Linked DNA regions of Mus musculus: region 2 is linked to region 1. A link is a contact called in public promoter capture Hi-C data. All regions are on one chromosome and are shown on one strand. The core of a region is the stretch at or near the end of the contact, and the rest is flanking DNA. Distances in the headings are between cores, read along the strand shown. Region 1 holds the start of Rxfp3 (relaxin family peptide receptor 3). Region 2 has its middle 46 kb from the start of Gm34501.

What was found. Promoter capture Hi-C pulls out the DNA fragments that hold promoters and counts their contacts.
Region 2: a promoter capture Hi-C map of second pharyngeal arch cranial neural crest shows a contact between it and region 1, with 2.4 times the contacts expected there. The contact joins the enhancer-like site here to the promoter of Rxfp3 in region 1. A contact is called at or near these places in 8 of 39 promoter capture datasets (3T3-L1-derived adipocytes, embryonic stem cells, frontonasal cranial neural crest and 4 more) and 1 of 9 other capture datasets (embryonic stem cells).

The regions. Positions count from the first base shown.
Region 1 is chr15:11,034,453-11,041,816 of GRCm38.p6, forward strand. It overlaps Rxfp3 (relaxin family peptide receptor 3), which reads right to left and starts at 3,516. Exons shown (of 1, transcript NM_178717.3): 1 at 1-3,516. The coding sequence starts at 2,832. The coding sequence ends at 1,414.
Region 2 is chr15:11,771,550-11,778,913 of GRCm38.p6, forward strand. No RefSeq gene overlaps it. Among named protein-coding and RNA genes, the nearest start is that of Gm34501, 46 kb to the left of the region's middle. Within about 2 kb of position 3,367, at least 4 of the 459 cell types and tissues checked have an H3K27ac peak or open chromatin away from gene starts, as enhancers often do. A contact at or near this core is called in second pharyngeal arch cranial neural crest, where this site is marked.

The sequences.
Region 1 (7,364 bases), core at 2,266-4,765:
CCAATCCCATAGTTCAGAAGGTCATTTGAGCAGCAAGGCTTCTCTAATGGTCCCTTATGGTATTAAAGTGACCACACTGCAATTGGAGGTACCTACTTCACCAGCCTCTTTACCCCAGACTAAGCCAAATAGAACTGTAGTCTCTCTATTGATCCTGAATGATCAATATTATTATTCTCAATTATTTTCTCAATTATTGAGGAATGGTGAGGTTAATATTGATCTCTGTCCTCAGAACAGTCTCAAGAAGAGACTCTGAGAAGATCTTAAGATCTCAGACTGTTCCTAGAACTGAGCTGTCACGAGGAGTGGCCTCACTCTGCAGAGACAGCCCTGCAGCTGTCCTGCATATTCAGATGAGTAAAATATTCAAGCCCCTGGAACTTGGTTAGGGTAGTCTACTCAAGTTCTGACTCTCACCTTCTTTTGTTAGTTACAGGAGCAATACCTTTACTCATAAGATTCTGGCGATGCCCTTGAGAACAGAAATCTTCCCCTTAGGAGAGATTTGACTTAAATCCTCCTTCCCACTTTGAAAGAGCAATCTTCGGCTTCTAGAGAACAACTAGACAGCATCTCCTGCGCTTCTAACATCATTGAACCATCTCTCTATCTGCCAATCCAGTTTATCATCCCAGTCAGCTCGGTTCCCAAAGAGTAAGGAGGGGGGGCTCCTAATGTTCCCACACCCCCAGCAGAGCTTTTCCGGATGCTTGCTGGTTCACCTCCAACAATAGACCAGAGCGCCAGGTCTCCAGACTGCCCTCAAGACATTCCGGATAACTAGGCTTCCGGAGACACTTATGCAGTCCCCCTGTTCCTTCAGGGTCTCTCTGTTTCGTACCCTCTAATCACAGTGCTCTCTTTGGCACCTCATGCCACTGCCTAAAGACTCCCGGTGACATCTCTGCTCAGATGCGTGGTATGGCGAGGAGGAGATCAGTCTCAGCTCGTGCACATTAGCCCTGTCGAGGGTGATAAAGGATACCGGGGTTTAACTTCTCATTCTTTCCCAGATGGTTACAGCAAGTTAGATGCTTGCTTGGGACACTCCCAGGTCAAAGAGCTTAGGAAAGGCTATATGAGCACCAACTCCTACACAACTCAATCCCTCTGCTTCTCTGATCCTTCCCCAGCTTCTGGGTGTCCCAGTGTTCAGCGCGCACGTGCAGAAATGGGGCTTGGGATAGAAGGCATGGAGTGGGAACTAGGAGGCAAGGCTGCTTGCTCTATCTGGTCCCAGGTATTCCTTCCTTAATGTGATTTCTGCAGGGACAGTCCTCCTCTGGCGCCGTCACAGTGCTCTTCCCCACATCCCTTTCCCAGGAATTTCTCCATTCTCACCCCTTCAGCCTCCAAACTGTTCTCCCTTCCCTCTCCTTTTCCTTGAAAGACCTTGAGCCTTGGCAGGTCTCAGTAGGCAGAGCTACTAGGGAGCAGGTCGTAGCGACCCCCGCTGTAGACCACCACACCGGGTGGATAGTAGATCAGGTCAGGTTCGGCAGCAGCATTAAGCGGCGCCAGGGCCTGCAGCCCGTGATCTTCAGGTTCTGGCTTGGTGGTGGCGGTGAAAGGGCGCATGTTGGTGAGCGAAGGCGAGGCTATCCGCCACAGCAGGTTCTTGAGCGCCTTGCGGAACTCGCGGCGCACTAAGCAGTAGAGGATCGGGTTGAGGCAGCTGTTGGAGTGCGCCAGGCACACGCTGACTGGGAACGCGTACACTTGGCACTGAAAGTACTCCTGGCTGAAGGGCACGGCGTTGAACTTGATGAGGATGCTCCAGGTGGTAAGCGCCTGGTTGGGCAGCCAACACAGGAAGAAGGAGAGGACGACGATGGTCACCGACTTGGTGACCTTGGAGCGTCTCCTAGCGCTGGCTGTACTCAGGCCTCCCCCAGGCGCTGCTGCTGCTCCTACTGCATCTGTTGTCCCAACTACGCGACGGTCGGAGATGAAGCGCACAAGCAACAGGTAACACAGACTGATGATGCTCAGCGGCAGCAGGAAGCCCAGCAGCACCTTCTGCAGGTGGTACAAACCCAGCCAGAACTGCCTGTCCCAGCCCAGTAGCTTGTCTGGAAAGTGCATGAGGCAGAGCTCCTCACCCAACACCCTGATGGTGGTGGAAAAAATGGCATTGGGCAGCGAGGCCAGCGCAGCCGAAGCCCAGATCAACCCACACAGCACCTTGGCTGAAAAACAGCAGCTCTCCCTCAAGCTCTGGCCGCAGCAGTCGCCACGGCCACGCCCTCGGGTCCGATGGCTCTTGAGAGCCGAGGCCACCGAGTGGTAGCGCGCCACGCTCATAGCAGTGAGGAAGAAGACGCTGGCGTACATGTTCATGGATGTCACCATGGACACGATCTTACACATGGCCTTGCCGAAGGGCCACTTGAAGTCTAGTGCGTTCTCCACAGCCCAAAAGGGCAGAGTGAGCACGAACTGAAAGTCAGTCAGTGCCAGGTTAGTGACAAAGAGGTTGATGGAGGATTTGCGCCAGCCTTGCTTGCTCTTCATCAGGTAGAGAACCAGCAGGTTGCCGGCCAGTCCCAGGGCACAAACCACCCAGTAAACCGCGCTGATGAGGATCCGTACCCTGGCCTCAGTGTCTGTGCTCTCTGCCCCGCCGCCACCCGGAGGATGCCCAGGCGCCGCACCGTCTGGCAACTCTAGCCCCAGCTCCCACCACAGATCCTGAAGCTGCAGCGACGCATTGCCGCTGGCGTTGGCCACTTCCAGCAAGTCTGGGGTCAGAGCGAAGAATTCTGAGAGCTCATCACCCGCAGCTGCTTTCCTCACGGTGGCCGCGGGGGTTGCAGAAGCCACCTGCATGCTCAGGTGCGCCTTAGTCACGTTCTGCAAGCCGACTACCGAGAGTCAGCGCTTGCTCCGGGTGTGGTACCCAGGCGGGCGCGCAAAGCAGGTGCCTGAGCTTTCTATGTAGACGCTCAAAAGGGCTCCTGGAAACTGGATGCTGAGCCGCGTTGGCGCCCAGAACCGCCTTGGGCGCAGGGGTTGGCTGCACTCAGCATCAGTTCTTGGTGGGTTTAGAAGAGAGGATAGTTCTAGGCAAGTGGCTGGGGATCAAGGTTCCTCCTGGTGAGAACTGAGTCTCCAGCTACCTACTCTAAGACTGAGTCATACCCCTCTGCTTTCCTGCTGTCACTTAGATGCAGTCCCCTACTCAGGAGCACGGCTCTCCCAGTACCTTTGTTGGCTTCTGAGGTTGCCCGGAGGAGTTTCTCTCCTTCTAGAGGAAAACAGATCGTGGACATCTGTGTCTCGCTCTGACTGCCTGAAGGCTGATTCACGCCATCACTTCCTGGAGCTCCGTTGGTGTTTTCTGTGTGTCCGATATTGTCAACCCCCAGTGAGTTGCCAGCGTTTGATGAGTTACATTGGCACCCACCTCTGCTGAGAGCCCCGAAGAGCTTGCATAATCTCCGTGCGAGAAGATGGGGGTGCTTTCCGAAGTGCTGAACCCCGCGCGCCACGCAGGGAGAGGCAGAGTCTACTGGCAACTAACTCCCCTTTGTTCCAAGTTGCAGAAGGAGTGGTCTTAGTCTTTTATTTTCTCGGTGTCTGGAGTGAGTCTGAGTCTGCTTTCTTCCTTTCTTATTTTTATTAGGACGAGGTTTTTTTTTCTCCTTTCTCCCCACCTTAACACAATAGTTTGTTTCTCCCACTTACACAATAGTAACACCCTTTGTTCTTTAAATCAAATAACCAATCTTTTCCTAGTACTCAAACTGAAGCCCCATCTCCCCTCTAATTAGCTGAACACTTACCTGGTGTCAGATTGGCAGAATTCTAAGGGTTGATGTTTGCCTGGAATTGAGTATATTTTAAGAACTGAAGCTACAGGGGGCCGTGGGGAGGGGGAGACGTGTTACGTCTCAACTTTGCAGTTTATTTAGATGCCAGGTTAGTTGCTCTTAGAAGGACTTAAGGAAGCTGAAGTGTTTTCTTGACAGAAGAACTAACCTGAAAAACAAGTATGCTAAGCATGCAGTAATTGCCCTCACTTCTGGGATAATACTTGACTTTACTAACAGTAATTGGGGATATACGGACAGATGGAGCGAAAGAGATAAAGACTTGTAATCAGTCAAAGGAACAATAAAAGAGAAAAGAGGTCCTCGGCAACCTTAAACAGTCTTAATTCCAAAGTGGACTTTAAAAGGGCACTTCGCTGCAGACGCTGCATTTCTCGATTTTACCAATAGAGGTCGCAAGAGCTTCAGTAAAAAAAAAAATCAACTGGCCTTCGATCAGTTTTAATATGTTGAAGTTCTCTGCCCTGGTAATTCTGTGCTTCTGTGGACCCCTCCTTGCATCCTGGCTTTATAGCCTCGCCTTCAAGCGCACGTTCTCACTTTAAAAAAGCGTTTTCTTCCTCTGCCAATTTCTTTCTTTTTTATTGTATTTCAAGGGCTACTGAAAACCAAGGAAACCTGTGGTGATACGGAAAGTCCTATGCAGTAAAGGTCTTAGTCTGCTCACTCATCTAACAAATACTTACTTAGCCTCGCTTTGTTAGGTGTTATTCCATGACTAGAAGACTTTATGGTAAGTACAATCTGTAGAGTTCACACTCAGATGGGTGATACAAATAGTTAAGAGTTGTGTGATTGTAATATAAGTAGAAAAACAAAGCAAAATGAATCATAAACCATGTCTAATGAAGTTTGAACTTCCTGAGACTGTCAGGAGGCAGACACTGAGACAGACACTGAGCATAGGGGCTGCTGATATTATTAAGAAGAGAGTCCTATTGACTTCTGGCCACTAAAGAAATGAAGCCAAGGGGATTAGATAGAGCTCAGAAATACTGACGAGTGCTCTGCTCTTTGGAGGTCTGTGGTATAGGCTGAGAGATTCACTTAGCTAACTGCCAAAGCAAAAGAATGAAGTCATGAGTTTGGCCCTCTGGGGTCTTTGGTGTGTGTCTCTCATCTGAGAAGTCATTTTAGTCTAAAGTATAATTTCCAGGTTTTGGAAACATTGACATTCTGACTCAGGTGACCATCACTCTTGACCTGTCTCCACTAGATATTAGTAACGGTTTTCTCTCCTGCCGTGTATTCCAAAATGTCTCTGTAAATGGCAAGGTGTTGCCTGTAGCAAACACTCCCCTTTCTTGTATTTTTAAGAATCTATGATCTAAAGGCAGTGTCAGGGGAGCGGTGCACTGGAGGATGTGGGAAATCCTTTGTGGTCTCATTCCCATTTCTAGGAAAATAATCCAAAAGGCATTGCCTTTAGGCAGGAGTTAAAAGTATGTGTACAGAAGTGGCATAGTATACTGTCTTAGGCTAGGTGCACGCCCCTCTCATCATTGATGCAGTGCATCTTCCCAACTACAGAGCCTTGACCCTCCTCGATGCTCCTCAGTTAAACTACAGTGGAGCTGATGATACTGCTAAGAGCATTATGTCTGATTGTTGCTCAAAGGGGGAGATTTTCCTAGGGAGTCAGAAGCTAAGACTCCTGGCCTCCATCTGTAGTGAGGTAAGTTGATCTCCTGGTTCTGAATTCTGCCTCCATCATGTGCTGAGGGATGTTTCAGGTCACCCAGGGGCTGTAACCGTAGCTATGGGATACCCTGCTGCTAGTGTTACACAGGCATCTTAGAGTGAGGAGGGTCCCAAAGGCCAGTAAGTGTTTGTATCTTTACAGCCTGATTCTTACACACCTCCCAGTGATGCTCCAGATGACACTCCTCAAACGGGCACTCCAAGTCTTAGAGGTTGTGCAGAGGTCTAAGGCTCTCAGGCTTAGGAATGAGTAAGCTTGGGGCTGACCCTGAGCCGTCAGATAACAAGTCCATTCCACAGTCACGTGATCTGTCTAGCCTCACGAGCCCTGTGTAAGGAAGTAACTGGCACTCCAGAATAGCCTGAGATAGTTGCTGGCCATGCAACATCAAAATTACTGGGGTGGGGGGGAGCTTGTTCGAATTCATTTTCCAGACTTTTTTCACATCCCACACCATCTTCAGAGATTCTGGTTCTCAAAAGGGTTGAAAAGGAGCCTGGAGATCTACAATTAGAACATTCTGCCAGGAGACTCTAATTTTTTTTTCTAAGTTTGAGCCTCTGTACTAATTTCCATGTAAACTCTAAACCTCTAGGTAAATAATTTTGAATTCTTGGGAACAATGGCCTCCAGTGATACTTCACTATACACGTGACTTGAGTAACGATACAGGGGCCATGGAGAAGATTGGCTGCTTTCTCCTACAGTTCAAATCCTTGTTGATCTGAAGGGGCACTGCTGCAGAGGTGCTGGGAGCACTAGCTCTCTCAGGATTCAGCCTGAACCCTCAGGAATGGCTGCTCGTCAGTGGCCCTCTCACTGAATGTTGTCAAAGCACCGGCCAGCACAGCTAGAAAGATCTTCATTGCTTAGTCTACTCTTCCAAGTGCATCCCAGATAATGTGTAAGATTTTTTTTTTTTGACTAAGTGTATGACGAAAGGGCAAATTCCCTTTCCACATAAACTCATTGTCAGAGAAAACGAGACTCTGGACCATTTATCTGCAAAGCGCTGACCCCGTTTTGCTCCGATGGTGTATGCATACAAACATGAGGGAGAAAAGCCTGTCAGGGTGACATAAGCCATCAGGTGTGCTGTTAAAAATGACACCACATCATGTCGTTGATTGCCTTATGGATCCCTCCTGGAGAGTTGAACCATATGTAATTTGTTGATATTGTTCAAGAATATAAACGTTGTGGAAAAAGGAGAAGAAAGGGTGCCCCTTTTCAGCAGCTTGATTTTAAGTCAGCCATGGTGCACTCCAACTTCCCATCCATTACTTGGACTGTCAAGGTTTATCACTGTGGGAGTTCAGATATCAAACTGTGTTTCTTGGCTGGCACTGCCATTGTTAAAGATGTCCTTGCAAATGTTTCCTCTCTTTGTCCACGTCAGATATTTTCGGTCTTACTCATACTTCAAGCTTAGGCAAAAATGCTACCATTTTGAGAAAGGTTGCCTAATTCTCTGAAAAAAAGAGGCACCCTTCCCACCTCCTCAGTGCTTCTTTTCAGGCACACACTCCACACAACAGATTCTGTAGCTTTTTCTCTGTATTTTTTTTTCCTGCTGGGAAGGTGTGTGTTATGATCACCCTTGAAGCTCATAACCACACAACATGTTTTTTATAAAAGAAAGATTTAACATTAATGATTTAAACCTCCAAGTTAAGATACTGGGGGGAAAAGAATCAATAAATTACCTCCAGGAGGTAGAACCAGAAATGTGCATGCAGAGCCTCGGTAGGATTAGACATTGACTTTCTTGCTACTAGGTCATAGAGAGATAGGTAGAAAGGTCTCAAGAGAGGGTCGGAGTGTCT
Region 2 (7,364 bases), core at 2,117-4,616, 740 kb after region 1:
CCTGCCCCAGTTGCTCTATCTAAGTGTTTATCACAGAAACAGAAAGCAAACTAGAACAAGGACTCTCCTCCTTCATACTGATATCCCAAAGGCTTTCAGAAATACACCAAGATAAGCATCAGAGTGGGAAGGATCCAAAACTTCAAGCACATGAACACACACCTTTACTTCCTTGAAGGCTTATAGTCTAACAGTAGTTTATGAACCCGATTACTTCATGGGAAAGTCAAAGGTCAGGCATCTGCCCACATGCACAACAGGTCAACTTTTCAAGAAAAACCATTGAAATGCCAGTTTAGAAACATTATGTATCACTGCTTCTGTCACAGGTCCCTGAAGGTTAGCAGAACATATTCCAGATTATACTTTTGAGAATATGTAATTTTGAAAGAAATCTATTAAACATGCATCTTGTCTTTTGGCCCAGAAAAAAAACTGTCTAACGTATGTCTTGTAGCTTTACATTTTAAGCCTTCTTACACCCTACACATTAACTATATGATCTATTCTAAAACAGAAAATTCAGCAGTTAGTTGTTTGTGTAGCTACATCAGCTAATGTGCAATTTGGCATTGTTTTACTGAGCTATCCAATCATGTTTACAATGCTCCCCCGTTGCTTTGCAAGGCAGGTGTATACGATGGTCCTATGTCTCAAATATCTGCTACCCCATGGCAGGTATGGTGGTTTGCTTCACCTGACTGGCTGGGACCAAAACATTTTTCTTTCTCTCCTCCCCCGATATATTTTTCTTCCACTCTAAAAGAGAATGAGCATCCCTGAGAATAGAAAACCTTTGATAATTTAAAGAAATCTCAATGCTTTAGTTAGTCTGCTTGTATTGCAAATAATTCCAAATGTTACTGACTTAAAACTATAACCATTTCTTAGTTCTTGCAGGTTCTATAACTCTGCTTAATCGAGCCATATAAACTTAGGTTCTTTCAGGAGGCTTCTGAGCACTGGAAGTTTTCCCAAAAGTTAACTTGCTCACTCTAGTGGCTAAACAGTGCTGGCCTTTGCCTGGCATCACAATTCTGCTTTATATGAATGTCTACACAAGCCTACTTCAATATGCTCAAACCATCAGAGCTAGATTCCTCCAGAGCAAGTTATCTAAGATCTTAGAGTCATCTCTGCCATATTCCATTGGTCACATAAGGCTAGCATGGATTCGATGAGAGGAAATACAAGAAGCTTAGGATGCTAGGGTCCACATCAGTAGCTAGCCATAATTCTCAAGGGTGGACAAGGTGCCAATATTACATTTGTAGACACATAAGTTACTCATTGAACTTAAAGTTACCATACTGCCTAAGTTAATTGATCTTTTGCAGTTTTGTATGAGTACCCAAGGTCTTTCTTATGATTGGTCTTGGAGATCTTTCCTTGGTATGGTTGTTAATGTTGAAAGTACCTGTTTTTTACATCCATGAGGGCATTTTGGTGGTTATAGCCTCCATAGCACTCTGGTCAGCCCTTTCTGAGTTCATTTATTGAACGAACATTTCTTAGATGCTTCCTGCATCCTGGGGATACACTGGTGAAGTAGATAACCAAAATCCTTAGTCAAATGAGCATAGTGCAGTGAAGAAAAACAACTCGGAAAGAGACAAATAAATATGGAAATATTATATGATTGCACATTCTAGCCTAAAAACGGAAGATATGGTAGAGCATATTTCTAGATAAGCAAGGCCCCAAACTCCACAAGATAAGAAAAGGAATGGAGGGAGAGGAGGAAGGAAGGAGCAGAGAGGGAAAACTTAAATGCAACAGCTACATAGGTAGGAAATAGCTAGGAACTGTGGCTTATTTGGACTGATGAGTTGAGTAAGTTGTCTCTAAGATTATGGCCAAATACTGTGTGAGTAGAAGGCACATGAAATACTGTGTGAGTTGCAGGCACATGTTTGAGGAGAAGGCGAGCATCCCAGGCACAATGAACAGTAAATGCAAGATCGTCTGAGGAAGTACAAGCTTGGTTCACACTAAGAACAGAAAATATCCAAAAGGTGAAGAAACTTGTCAAGAGCAAGAAAAAGTGAAGTCATATAAGCACACAGAAGCCAAAGGTCATGTGCACTATCAAACAGGGCAACTAGATTGTATCTTATCCTAAGGTGGACTGGAAAATATTCCAAGGTCCTTCGCCTTATGATAAATGTTTTCCTCTTCTCATCTTTTATTATTATCTGCTTTCTTGCAGTAGAGTTTGTGTTGGGATCTTTTTGCCCCTTTCTTACAACACAGGATATATTCCCCATCCCCTGGAAGATAGAGTAGGTAATTTGACTCCATATTCAAAAGATTTGAATAGATTGACCTGCACAGAAGTCTTTGTCAAGACAAGACCCTAAACTCTCTCTTCTTCCTTTATGGCAGCCAAGGTTGCATACCCGAATGTTCCTCAGCTGGAAAAATGCTGAAGCCTTCTTCAGACTTGGCTCTTAAGTACAAAGCAGGCTCAAGAAACAAAATGATGTGCCTCAGTCACTGAGATATTGGGCTTGTTAACGGAGCACACCCTTTTGACTCTGATTAATATACCTCCAAAATGTTCTCTGGTGAAAAATAAGCTCTAAACCGACTCACTGCCAATCCCTAGAAATCAATTTTATAGACCCCGATGATTACTCCTACGATATAAATCCAATCAATATTCTTTCAGATCTTTGGTTTCTCTAAACATTTTTTTAATTCTCATTTCTCTTCCCAGACTCAGTCCCTAGCAGATATGAATCATTGTCAGCCCTTGCTAATAAATCAAAAAACCTAACATAACGTTCATGTGTTCTTATTCAGAAAGAGAAATACAACTCATTGTTTTCATTTTAAAGGTGGAGAGATGTCTTGCTCACAAGGAGCTGTCTTACAGTCTGGGAGAAGGATTTCACAAAGGAGACTAAGGCATGGAGATGCCAACACTACTTCTATACTCAAAACAATACCTAACACCCAAGGGAAGAACCGAACTCTTTTATCCTTTCTACTTCCCTTCTCAAATCCATAGACAAGGATACACATGTAATTTTTGCTAACACCCTTTAAGTTCATTACATTCATCCTATTTGTTTACAAATCCCCATCAATAAAGAAATCTTCTCCATCTACATTCTAATGGGATGCTTTGGCCAGGAGTAGATTGTCAATGGGACTTCTACACAAGACAAATAAGCTTAGGGGAAAAAAAAACTTAATTTCTTTCAAATGTTCTTCTTGGATCATGCTATTTCTTCCAGGCACAGCATTCTTTAAGCCATTTCCAATTCCTCTGATCAAACAGGCTCACTAATACCTGGGGCTTGGGCTCCTCCAAAAGATCTGCTTTACTAACCATCTGTTAAAGCTCCTCGGACATTTCTACTTAGTGAGACTCACGTGTCATCTGGAATGCATTTGCACCCTCTGAACCGTGTCTGAGACGTCTTATTGGATCAGCTTACCTCAATCACACATGATATTTTCAAACGTATTTTCTTTTCTACTTTTTTTTTGGAGAAATCAAAGTCTCACATTGTATCAGAACTATTTAAAAAGTTATGTATCTATAAAACAGACATAAAACGAGAGCCTTATTTTGAATTTAGCATCCTAAGCCTGAAGGATGCTGAAGGGATGTTAAGTAACCAAGAAAAACATCCATCACTAAAATGTTCAGGTAGAAATTTTTTTTCTGTTTTTTATTAGATATTTTCTTCATTTACATTTCAAATGCTATCCCCAAAGCTACCTATACCCTCTTCCCCTGCTGTTCACCTAACTAAGAACCACTCACAAATATCAAGATTATGAGCAGCTTCTGGTGTTCCCATTAACTGTGTGTTTATAGGAAAATGTATCCACATCATTTACTTTCATTGGAAAAAATATATTGTAATGGTCTTTGTCTATGATTGTCCTAAGAAAGGAGCCATGATTGGCTACCATGGTCTCTATTTAAATCAGTTAGCTCTTCTGTATGCCACTGCCAAAAAGTAGGAACACTGACTCCTCATTTATCACGTAAAAAACAATATATGTCCATGTACAACACAAGTATTTTGCACATTTACTATCGTTCCTAATATTGAATTGTACTGAGAGTATGAGTTCGTAGAATAAACACAATAGATAAATCTTTCAAAATCCTGTGTTCCTTCTTGAGGAATGAAGGGAATGTGGTGAATGCTTTCATGGATCACCCAGACTGTGTACCTTCATATCTTAGTATAAAGAACGCTCATGGGAGATGCATCATTTAATTCTCAGAACTCTGTGAAGCAGATTTTGGTTTTCCCATTTAGCAAATCTCAAGCTTACAATAACACAGTGACCTCCATAGGTAAGAGACACTTACCTAAAGCAGGAAGTTCACCACTAGAGCCTGAATCCAGATTCTAAGATTTTTCTCTTTGTATTTACCACTTCCCAAAGCCTGGGTGAACAAAGATGGCCACAAGTAACTTCAGAAAAAATATTCTCTTAAAATATTAAAGGAAGGAAATGCAGAGTAGAGATGTTTCTAACCATTCATCTATATAAATTCTTAACACTGTAAATGTCATGGTAGTCAGAAAACTTTTTACTGACAACTCTCATCAACAGCTACAAGCATATTTTATGTGCAATATTTGGTGTGTGTGTGTGTGTGTGTGTATTTGTGTCATATCTGTGTGTACATAAACAATAAATGCATGGGTGCCCTATAGTACACATACAGTAACTACAAACCTACCCTACTTCTAGTAGCATCAGAAATAGTAAAATACTAGACACCAAAACAATTGCACACCAGTTCAGTGCACCTACTGCTCTTCCAGAGGATCCAGGTTTGATTCCCAACATTTGCATACTGGTTCACAATCATATATACCTCTAGTCCTAGGGCATCTAATACCCTCTTCAGGCCTCCGCAGGCACTGCACATGTGATGCATAGATACTCATGCAGACAAAGTCACCTATTACACATTAAAAAATAAAAATAAAAATGAAGAGGAATCCTTAAATATAAAAAGTAAAATAGAAGAGTAAAACACTTAGGAATAAATTGATTGTGAGATAGGTATACTGAAACTAAAGAAATACTAGGGGAAAAATAATCTGGTGTTGGTGTTTATGGATTGGAAGAGTTTGAGCTGTCAAAAAGGCAATATTCCCAAAACAACCTACAGAACCACTCCTCTTTCTTCAACACAGCTGTTTTTGCAAAAATAGGAGTAAAATCACTCAGAATTATAAGATGGCACTAAAAACCAAAGCAATAGGAAATAAGGTGAACAAAGTTGAAGTATTCAAACTTGCCAACTTTAAAACTTATTGTAAGGATATAGTAAACAGAAAGAGTGTAATATGATTGACACAAACTTAAACATATAGATGAACAGAAGAAAATTTAGCATCAAAACACAAACAAATAGACTGATTTTCAGCTGTCATGCCAAAATCTACTCAGCTTGGGGAAGAACAGTTTCTTCTTGGGATGGTACTGAGTCAGCTAGCTGTCTACATGGCAAGAATAATGAAATTAAACCTACAACCCAAAGCAAATTCAAGCATGATGTTGAAATGAATATCTGTTTCTTCCTCCACCCAAATCCATGTATTAAGGCTATAACTCCAAAGCGATGGCGTTTACAGATAAGTCTTCCTGGGGTTATGGAGAGAGGGAAGTTTAGTCATGAGGATAGGGCCATACGATGGCATTGGTACCCTTAAAAAAGAAGATACCAGAGCTGTCTCAATTTCCCTCTGCCCCGAAGACACTGCAAGAAAGAAAACATATGGGATCTAGGGAGAGAGCCCTAATCAGAAATTAACCTATCACCGTGATGCTAGACTGCCTTCTAAAACTGTAAGAAAGAAAGAAAGAAAAAAACAACTTCTTTTTCCAGCCTACAGTATTTTGTTATGGAAACCTTTGCAGACTAACAAACATTAACTCAAAATGGATGGATCAAAAACCAAACATAAGAACTAAAACAATTAAAACAATATTTTTTTCTTAATTATTGTGGTTGAAAGTTTTTTTTTTTTTTTGAGACAAGGTCTCATCTAGCCCAAGCTGGCTCGTGAACCCAATATGTGTCTGAGTAGGACATTGACTTTCTGATTTCTGAGGTCTGGGATTATAGGCACGCATCTCTATGGTCTGCAAAATAACCTATAAAATTCTGAAAACAAAAAGGATAAATCTTCATGGCCTTGGGTTTGTAAATGGTTTCTTAAGTATGACAATAAAAGTACATATAGAGAAAGATAGTAATAGTAGACAAAATTGGGCTACATCAAAAATTTAGATAATAGTATCAAATGGTACTATACAAAATAAGATATAAGTCACAAAATAAGCAAAATTATGAATACAAATTATTTGATAAGGGACTAGTTTCCAGAATATGGAAAATATGGATTCTCTGATTAGAGTTCTATCCGCCTGCAATTTCCAGCTTCAGTTTCCTAAAGTGTAAATGCTCATGCTGACTTCATCTGTCTTTTGTTGTCATTTCATTCTTTATCAAGTTTGTCTTACTGTGGTGATTTGAATAAGTTTGGCCCACATAGACTCATGTGTTTGAGTGCCTTGCCCTTGGGGAATGGCACTATTAGGAGGTGTGGCCTTGTTGGAGTAGGCATGGCCTTGTTAGAGGAAGTGTGTCACTGTAGGGGCAGGCTTTGAGGTTTCTACACTCAAGCTCAACCTGGTGTGGAAATGTATCATCCTCCCCGCTGCCACTGCCATCGGATAAAGATGTAAATTTCTCAGCTCCTCCTCCAGCACAAGTCTGCTGCACACTGCTTCCGTAGTCTATGTCTATGTGAGCTAATCCTCACAGTCTACCAAGTCTACTCTGATCTACTTCTAACCTAAAAAAGAAATGGGGGCTGAGTTGCTCTTTGATCCACATCCCTATCCATCTACACAAGTCTCCACCAGCTCTGAGGAATAATTGTGTACCATTTAGCTTTTGTTTTTCCACCATTTCTACAGGAAGATGCCCAGGCTCCAAATATTTCCCACTGTGCAGCCTGGATCTCAGTGGGGCACTCTCCCACACCAAGCTCTGAAGGCTATATAGTAAAGACTGCATTAGGGACAGTTATCTGCCAGCTAGCCATTGCCTCTGGTCTGACCTGAATTCACAGAGGGCATAGTTACTCAACAACTTAATCAATGAACCCCTTTGGCTTTAGGGTAGCAGAGGCCAAGAGCTCCATCAAAGAAGCCTATGTGCTTTCAGCGACTCAGAAGATTGCAGTTGTTTTCAGCAGGCCTGAGAGATTAAAATAAACAAATAGGAAAATGTCAGGTTGCCCTCGCATTTCTTCGGAGCCTTGGTGCCAGCCAGGGCCACTGCCGACAGACTGCCCCCAAAGAGACTG